Linked DNA regions of Mus musculus: region 2 is linked to region 1. Evidence: chromatin contacts called from public HiChIP or PLAC-seq data. All regions are on one chromosome and are shown on one strand. The core of a region is the stretch at or near the end of the contact, and the rest is flanking DNA. Distances in the headings are between cores, read along the strand shown. Region 1 overlaps Scp2 (sterol carrier protein 2, liver). Region 2 holds the start of Echdc2 (enoyl Coenzyme A hydratase domain containing 2).

Region 1 (3,112 bases), core at 436-2,935:
AGTTTGCTTTCTTATACGATGATGCAGGACCACCAGTGCAGGAGTGCACCACCCGTAATGGGCTGGGTCCTCCCACGCCCATCACTAAAAAAATGCCGTACAGGGCTGCCAACAGCCTGGTCTGTTGGAGTTGCTTTCTTAATCCAGGTTCTCTCCTCTCTAGGTGACTGCAGCTTATTTCAAGTTGTTGTAAAATTAGCAGCACATCAAACTTTGGTTTTCTTACCAGTAAACAGCCTTATTCATAGAATATATGTGGGGCTTGAGAGAGTTTCCTTTTGGTAGCCCGAGGTCACACTGTAGAGCATGGCTGATGACCTTGGGAGACCTGGCTGTTCACTACCTCCCCGATCTCTCATCCAGTCCTTCCTTGAACTCATTCCCTAGCTTTTCTCTGATCTCTCCCAGACTTGTTCTTGCCGAGGTCCTTAGTAATTGCCACTTCGCTAGACGCAGTGGTTAATTCCAGCCTCCATATCGCATGTGCAGGGTTTTTTATTGACTGGCTGCACATTTGGGCTTGTCTTGGTAAGTCCTTCATCTCCTCAGTTCTAGGCATTGGGGTGTTGCAAGGCTTAGCTCTGGTTCTTTCACTCCCCGGGGATCTCATGTATCCTCGAGTCTTAAAAACAGTTTGCTGATGACTCCCAGGTTTTTGTGTTCTGTACGGGCCCACCACTGGATTCTCAAGTGGCTGCATAGCTGTTTAGCTGACACGTATATGAGGACACCTGTCTTTCTACCTCTATAACAAAAATATCGCAGAGTGGGGAAATTAGAGACATGCTAAGTTTAGTTGGTTCCCAGTCTCAGAGGCTAGGACCCCACCAGAGGCCGCATCTGGGGTGAGAGCTTTGTTACTGTGTTCTGGGGCAGTGGAGGGAAGGAGAAGTGGCCAGACAGGGGGGCAGGATAAGAGCTGAACCCTTCCATTTCTCAGGAGCCTGTGCCTGAGGAAATGGAATCAATCTATTGCTGAGGGCAAAGCCTTTGTGGCCCTTAGCCCCTTTAAAAGGCTTTGCCACTTAATACGGCTATACCAGAAACTAGATTTCAGTTGTGTTAGAGGACGCATTAAACCATGGCAACCTGTAACATATCTTAGAGGTATGTGTGAAACAGAGCTCTGGGCCCCTCTCTCCCCTTAAAGTATGTTTTACCGTGATCTGCCCTCTTCTCAGGAAGTTGTTTTCTTAGTTCCTCAGTCCAAAAAGCTCTGAGGTCATCCTTGGCTCCTTTTTCTCATACTCCATAGTCCATAATCTAACTCACCGTTAAATCCTGGTTTCTACTATGTCCCAGTGGATCTGAGCTTTGGGTCTCTCTCTCCTGTCCTTGTCCCTCAGTTCTTCACACTGCATTCTGATGATTAAAACCAGGCAGATCTGCATCCATCTCTGCTCAAAGCCTGCCTCCTTCCCCAAGTAGTAGAATCAGGGTTTCTATGGAGAAACGTATGATCTGGCCAGCCTGCCCTGCCGTGCTCTCCCTCACTTGCTCACTTGCTTGGCCTCCCTGCTCATTTCAGCACGGGGCGTTCTCATTTGGGAGACCTGTCTGCTCTGTCTGCCTTGGATTGTCTTCACCAGATAGCTTCATCACCTGATCTCCGTCCAGAAGTCTCCTCCTCGGCGAGCCCTTCCCTGACCATGCTGGCTGTTGCTTTCTGCCTGACTCTTCTCTGTAGCACTTATCGCTCTCATTATTTGCTGCTCCCCTCCCCCACACCACCCCACCCCCTATGAGAATGCATTCTATGAAGGCAGAGCTTTTTATCTGTTAGGTCACTGCTGCAGCCCCAGAGCTTCAAGCATCACCTAACACATGTTGGCCCTCAGAAACACGAACAGGGCATAAAGGAAGGAACAATTAGCACCTGCTACAGTGGCCATATTGCGCTGGTGGGTTTCTCTTGCCAGGCAGGGCCTGGTATAGTTTAGAAAGATGAAGGGCTGGGATCAACTTACTAAATAGTTTAATATGCCATGCTAGATGGTCGGAGAGATGGCTCAGAGGTTAAGAGAATTCTTGCAGAGGGATCGATCAGGTTCAATCCCCATACCTTGATGGTAGCTCATAACTGTTCATAACTCCAGTTTCAAGGCAGTAGACAGTCTTATTTTTACCTCTGCAGACAATAAGCACATGTGCACAAACATGTGCAGCCCAAACACTCATACACATAAGGCAATTACTTTATAAACTAAAAAAAAAAATTGTCATGATAAGAACTTTGAAAGGTATTTGATATATTTCAAGTGTTTCTCTGTGTAGCCCTGGCTGTCCTGGACTTCACTCAGTAGACCAGGCTGGCCTCAGATTTACAGAGGACGAGCTGTGTTTTAGAGGATGAACTATGCCTGTGGCTGCATGAGTCAGCTTTCAGTGCTGGGAGGACTATGAAGCAAAGAGCAAAGTTTTGTTCTGGCTCACAGTTTTCAGAAGCAGCTGGCTCCATTGTATCTGGGCATGTCGAGAGGTGAGGAAAAACATCAGGTGGGGGCAGTGTGAGAGAGAAAAGCTGCTCACCTGTGTCAGCCAGGAGCCAGAGCCCGGAGGGGACCAGGAACACATTGTACCCTTCAGTGAATGACTTCCTCCAATCAGGCCCTGCCCCTAGCTCCCATTCAGCTTCAAACTCTTCCTTGAAAAATTCGGTTACGCCAGAGCACCGGGAGCCCTGCCACCTCTCAGTGCCACCAGCTGGGACTGAAGCCTTTTCCGCAGGAGCTGCCAACACTTCACATCTAAGCTGCAATAGGCCCAATGAACTGGAAAGCGTGTGAGCAGGGCAGAGAGAACATGAGCAGTGAGGTGGTGTCATCACGGTCCGAGTGACAGCTTGGATGGCAGAGACCAAAGTGGGTGCTTGAGGGTGGGAGCCAGGAGCATATGACTGAGGGGACCTGGGGGCTGTGCCGAGAAGAGGTGTGATGCTGATGTGGGTTGCGGTACTGACAGGTAATTCAGGAGGTCCTGGAGGGGAGAGCGCCCTCCGGGAGTGTTTCGCTGTAATTGCGCTTAGGTTTAGTGGGAGAGGAGTTGGTGTGGATTCTGGAGCAGTGAGCCACTGCTTTATGGGAACAAAGAGGGACTTTGCCAGGTGAGGCCA
Region 2 (2,961 bases), core at 321-2,820, 110 kb before region 1:
GACCTCCAAGTGGAGGCTGGAAAGATGGCTCCACAGATAAGAACACAGGCTGCTCTTCCAGAGAATCTGGGTTCAAGTCCCAGATCTCATATGGCCGTTCACAACCCTCTGTCACTCCAGTTCTGGGGTAAGAACACCTCTTCCAGCCTCCACAGGCACTCATGTGATGCACAGACAGAGAGGCCAGCAAAGGAGATAAGAAATGACCTTTTAAAAAATGTGCCCAGTGGCAAATGTAACCACTCACATTCAGTAATAAAAATAGTAAATAAGGGGCTGGAGAGATGGCTCAGAGGTTAAGAGCACTGACTGCTCTTCCAGAGGTCCTGAGTTCATTTCCCAGCAACCACATGGTGGGTCACAACCATCTGTAATAGGATCCGATGCCCTCTTCTGGTGGGTCTGAAAACAAGAGACAGTGTACCGACATACATGAAATAAATAAATAAGCCAGTCGTGGTGGCGTATGCCTTTAATCCTAGCACTTGGACTTGGGAGTCAGAGGCAGGCGAATTTCTGTGTTCGAGGCCAGCCTGGTCTACAGAGTGAGTTCCAGGACAGCCAGGGCTACACAGAGAAACCCTGTCTCAAAATAAATAAATAAATAAATAAATAACTCTTAAAAAAAAAAAAAAGTAAATAAGCGGGACAGTGGTGACACACACCACTAATCCCAGTACTTGGGAGGCAGAGGCAAGTGAATCTCTGAAGTTCAGGGCCAGCCTGGTCTACAGAGTGAACCCCAGGACAGCCAGGGCTGTTACACAGAGAAACCCTGTTTTGTTTTTTGTTTTTGTTTTTGTTTTTGTTTTTGGGGAGGGGGAGACAAATAAAACAGAAGAACAGGAAGAGACAGGAACAATACAATATCCAACATGGGAACGGAGATGGGATGAGGTTACATTGGAGAAGGATCCGCACCCAGCTAACGCACCTGAGGTCCAAACAAACATACCCACGCTTCACAGCGTATTTTTGTACAATAAAAGACCTTGCTGCCGCCGATGGTTGTGAAGTTTCCCTGTGTGTCCGTGGACCCTGTGGACCGTCCCTCCCTCTCTGGTTGTCCCCTCAGGTCCAGCCAGATTTGCTCCGCCGCCACCCCCACCCCCCACCCCCGTCCCCGATCATTGCCAAGGCTCTAGAGGGAAAAGTCCTGGCTAGCACTGTTGTCCTGATCTCCTGGCGCACAGCCCTGCTCCCAGCTCTCCTCTCGGCTCCACACCTCCCCGGGCCTCTAGAGAGTTTGGGGAGCTCCCCTTCTACCCTGGGAGCCCTGAGATCCAATCCTCCTGCTCTCCCGCCTCAGTCTTCCCATGTGTTGGGTCTCAGCACACAACTTTACCTTGGTTGGGACCTGTCAGAGCCTGCACTTGGATTTCGGGTGTCCTGGTCGTCGCGTGAGAGGCGCAGTCCCGGGCCCCCGAGAACCTCCAGGAGCACGGGAGGCGCAGCGCGCGGGGCAGTACGCGTAGCATCGGGGAGCAGGCCGGCAAGGTGGCGCGGAGAACGGGACCTCCTCGGCAGAGCTGGAAAATCGTAGTTCCGGGGCGGGCGAGGCCTCGCCAAGGGCTCCACCTACGGGCGGAGAGAAAGGTGCGGCGGTCCGCGAGCCTGCAGACCCCAAGTTCAGCTCCTTCGTGAAATCTGGGAATGCTGCAGATTTAATCCGAATGCACGGCTAGGAAGGTGGTGTCCAAAACTGAATGTGTTGTGTGCACTTTCTTCACGTGTACCCTCAGATCATGTCATTTCATCAGTCACTGTGGGGTGGTCTGCACCCACTGACAAGGTCTGCTGTCCTAGAGGCTGTAAGATCGCGTCTGGCCCCTCCCAGTTTAACTAAGAACTTTGGCTCACAGTTATGAACTGCCAGTTTCTGTCCTCCACCGGCCACCTAGCCTTCCTTTGCAGAGGAAAGAAGGGCAATCCAGGGTAAATCAACCAAGCATCTGGGGTGAACAGTCAAGATATGGGTGCTTTGTCAGGCCATCTAATAGTAAAACTCAAGCCACTGATTTTCGTATGTGTAGGAGCAGCGGGAGAAGAGTGTCTCCGTCAAACAGAACCACAAACAGCCAGAGATCATTCGTAGCTACGCAGTGATCTGAAGACCACCCTGTGGCAGACAAAACGAAATAACACAGCAAACTATACAATCTATTTTCAAACTGCTAAAAGGAAAAACAAAAAACAAAAAGACCCAAAACCCTGTTTGTCAAGAATCCCACGTTTAGCAAACTGAAGAAGAAGCTGGGTGCTATGACTTTAATCCCAGATCTCGGGCAGATTTCTGTGTTCAAAGCTAGCCTAGTCTACATATTGATTTTTGGGTCAGCCAGGGAGCTCCACTGAGACGCTGTCAGAGAGAGAGAGAGAGAGAGAGGCAGAGAGAGACACAGAGAGAGACACACAGAGAGAGAGAGAGAGACAGAGAGAGAGGACAGAGACAGAGAGAGAGACAGACAGAGAGAGACAGAGACAGAGTCAGAGGAGAGAGAGAATTCTTGCAGACCAGGAATGGCTATGTGAATATCAGACAAGATGACTTTGTCTATCTTTATGTTGTGTGAAGGGTTTGCCTGTGTACCACTTGTGTGCCTGGTTTCCAGTGACAGAGAGAGGGCAGACAGTCTTTGCTTTTTTAACTGGAAAGACAGGCAGATTGCTGTGACTTAAAGGCAGCCAGGGTTATTTAATCAGACCCTGACTCAATTTTTTAAAGTCTTTTAATCTAAAAAAATTATTTGTATTTTTTGTGCATGAGTGCTTTGCCTATGTGTGCATGTGTACCACAAGTTAGCCTGGAGCCCACAGAGCCATAGAGGTGTCATCTGAAACTGGAGTTACAGACATTTGTGAGCCATCACGTGGGAGCTGGATATCGATTAAGGGTACGTGCAAGAGTTACAAGCTCTAGACCCAATTCACATTCAAATTCGATGAGTTTGTTTCTAGTGC

Evidence for each region. HiChIP or PLAC-seq counts read pairs in DNA pulled down with a chosen protein or histone mark.
Region 2: an H3K27ac HiChIP or PLAC-seq map of trophoblast stem cells shows a contact between it and region 1, with 2.3 times the contacts expected there. The contact joins the promoter of Echdc2 here to the enhancer-like site in region 1. A contact is called at or near these places in 6 of 39 promoter capture datasets (cranial neural crest, embryonic stem cells, frontonasal cranial neural crest and 3 more), 2 of 484 Hi-C or Micro-C datasets (liver and nephron progenitors), 1 of 115 datasets of contacts at active chromatin or transcription factors (trophoblast stem cells) and 3 of 9 other capture datasets (adipose tissue, liver and pancreatic islet).

Annotation. Positions count from the first base shown.
Region 1 is chr4:108,051,459-108,054,570 of GRCm38.p6, reverse strand. The region is part of intron 14 of Scp2 (sterol carrier protein 2, liver); the gene reads left to right. Among named protein-coding and RNA genes, the nearest start is that of Gm23354, 11 kb to the right of the region's middle. Within about 2 kb of position 1,685, at least 41 of the 459 cell types and tissues checked have an H3K27ac peak or open chromatin away from gene starts, as enhancers often do. A contact at or near this core is called in trophoblast stem cells, where this site is marked.
Region 2 is chr4:108,164,046-108,167,006 of GRCm38.p6, reverse strand. It overlaps Echdc2 (enoyl Coenzyme A hydratase domain containing 2), which reads right to left and starts at 1,570. Exons shown (of 10, transcript NM_026728.4): 1 at 1,346-1,570. The coding sequence starts at 1,478.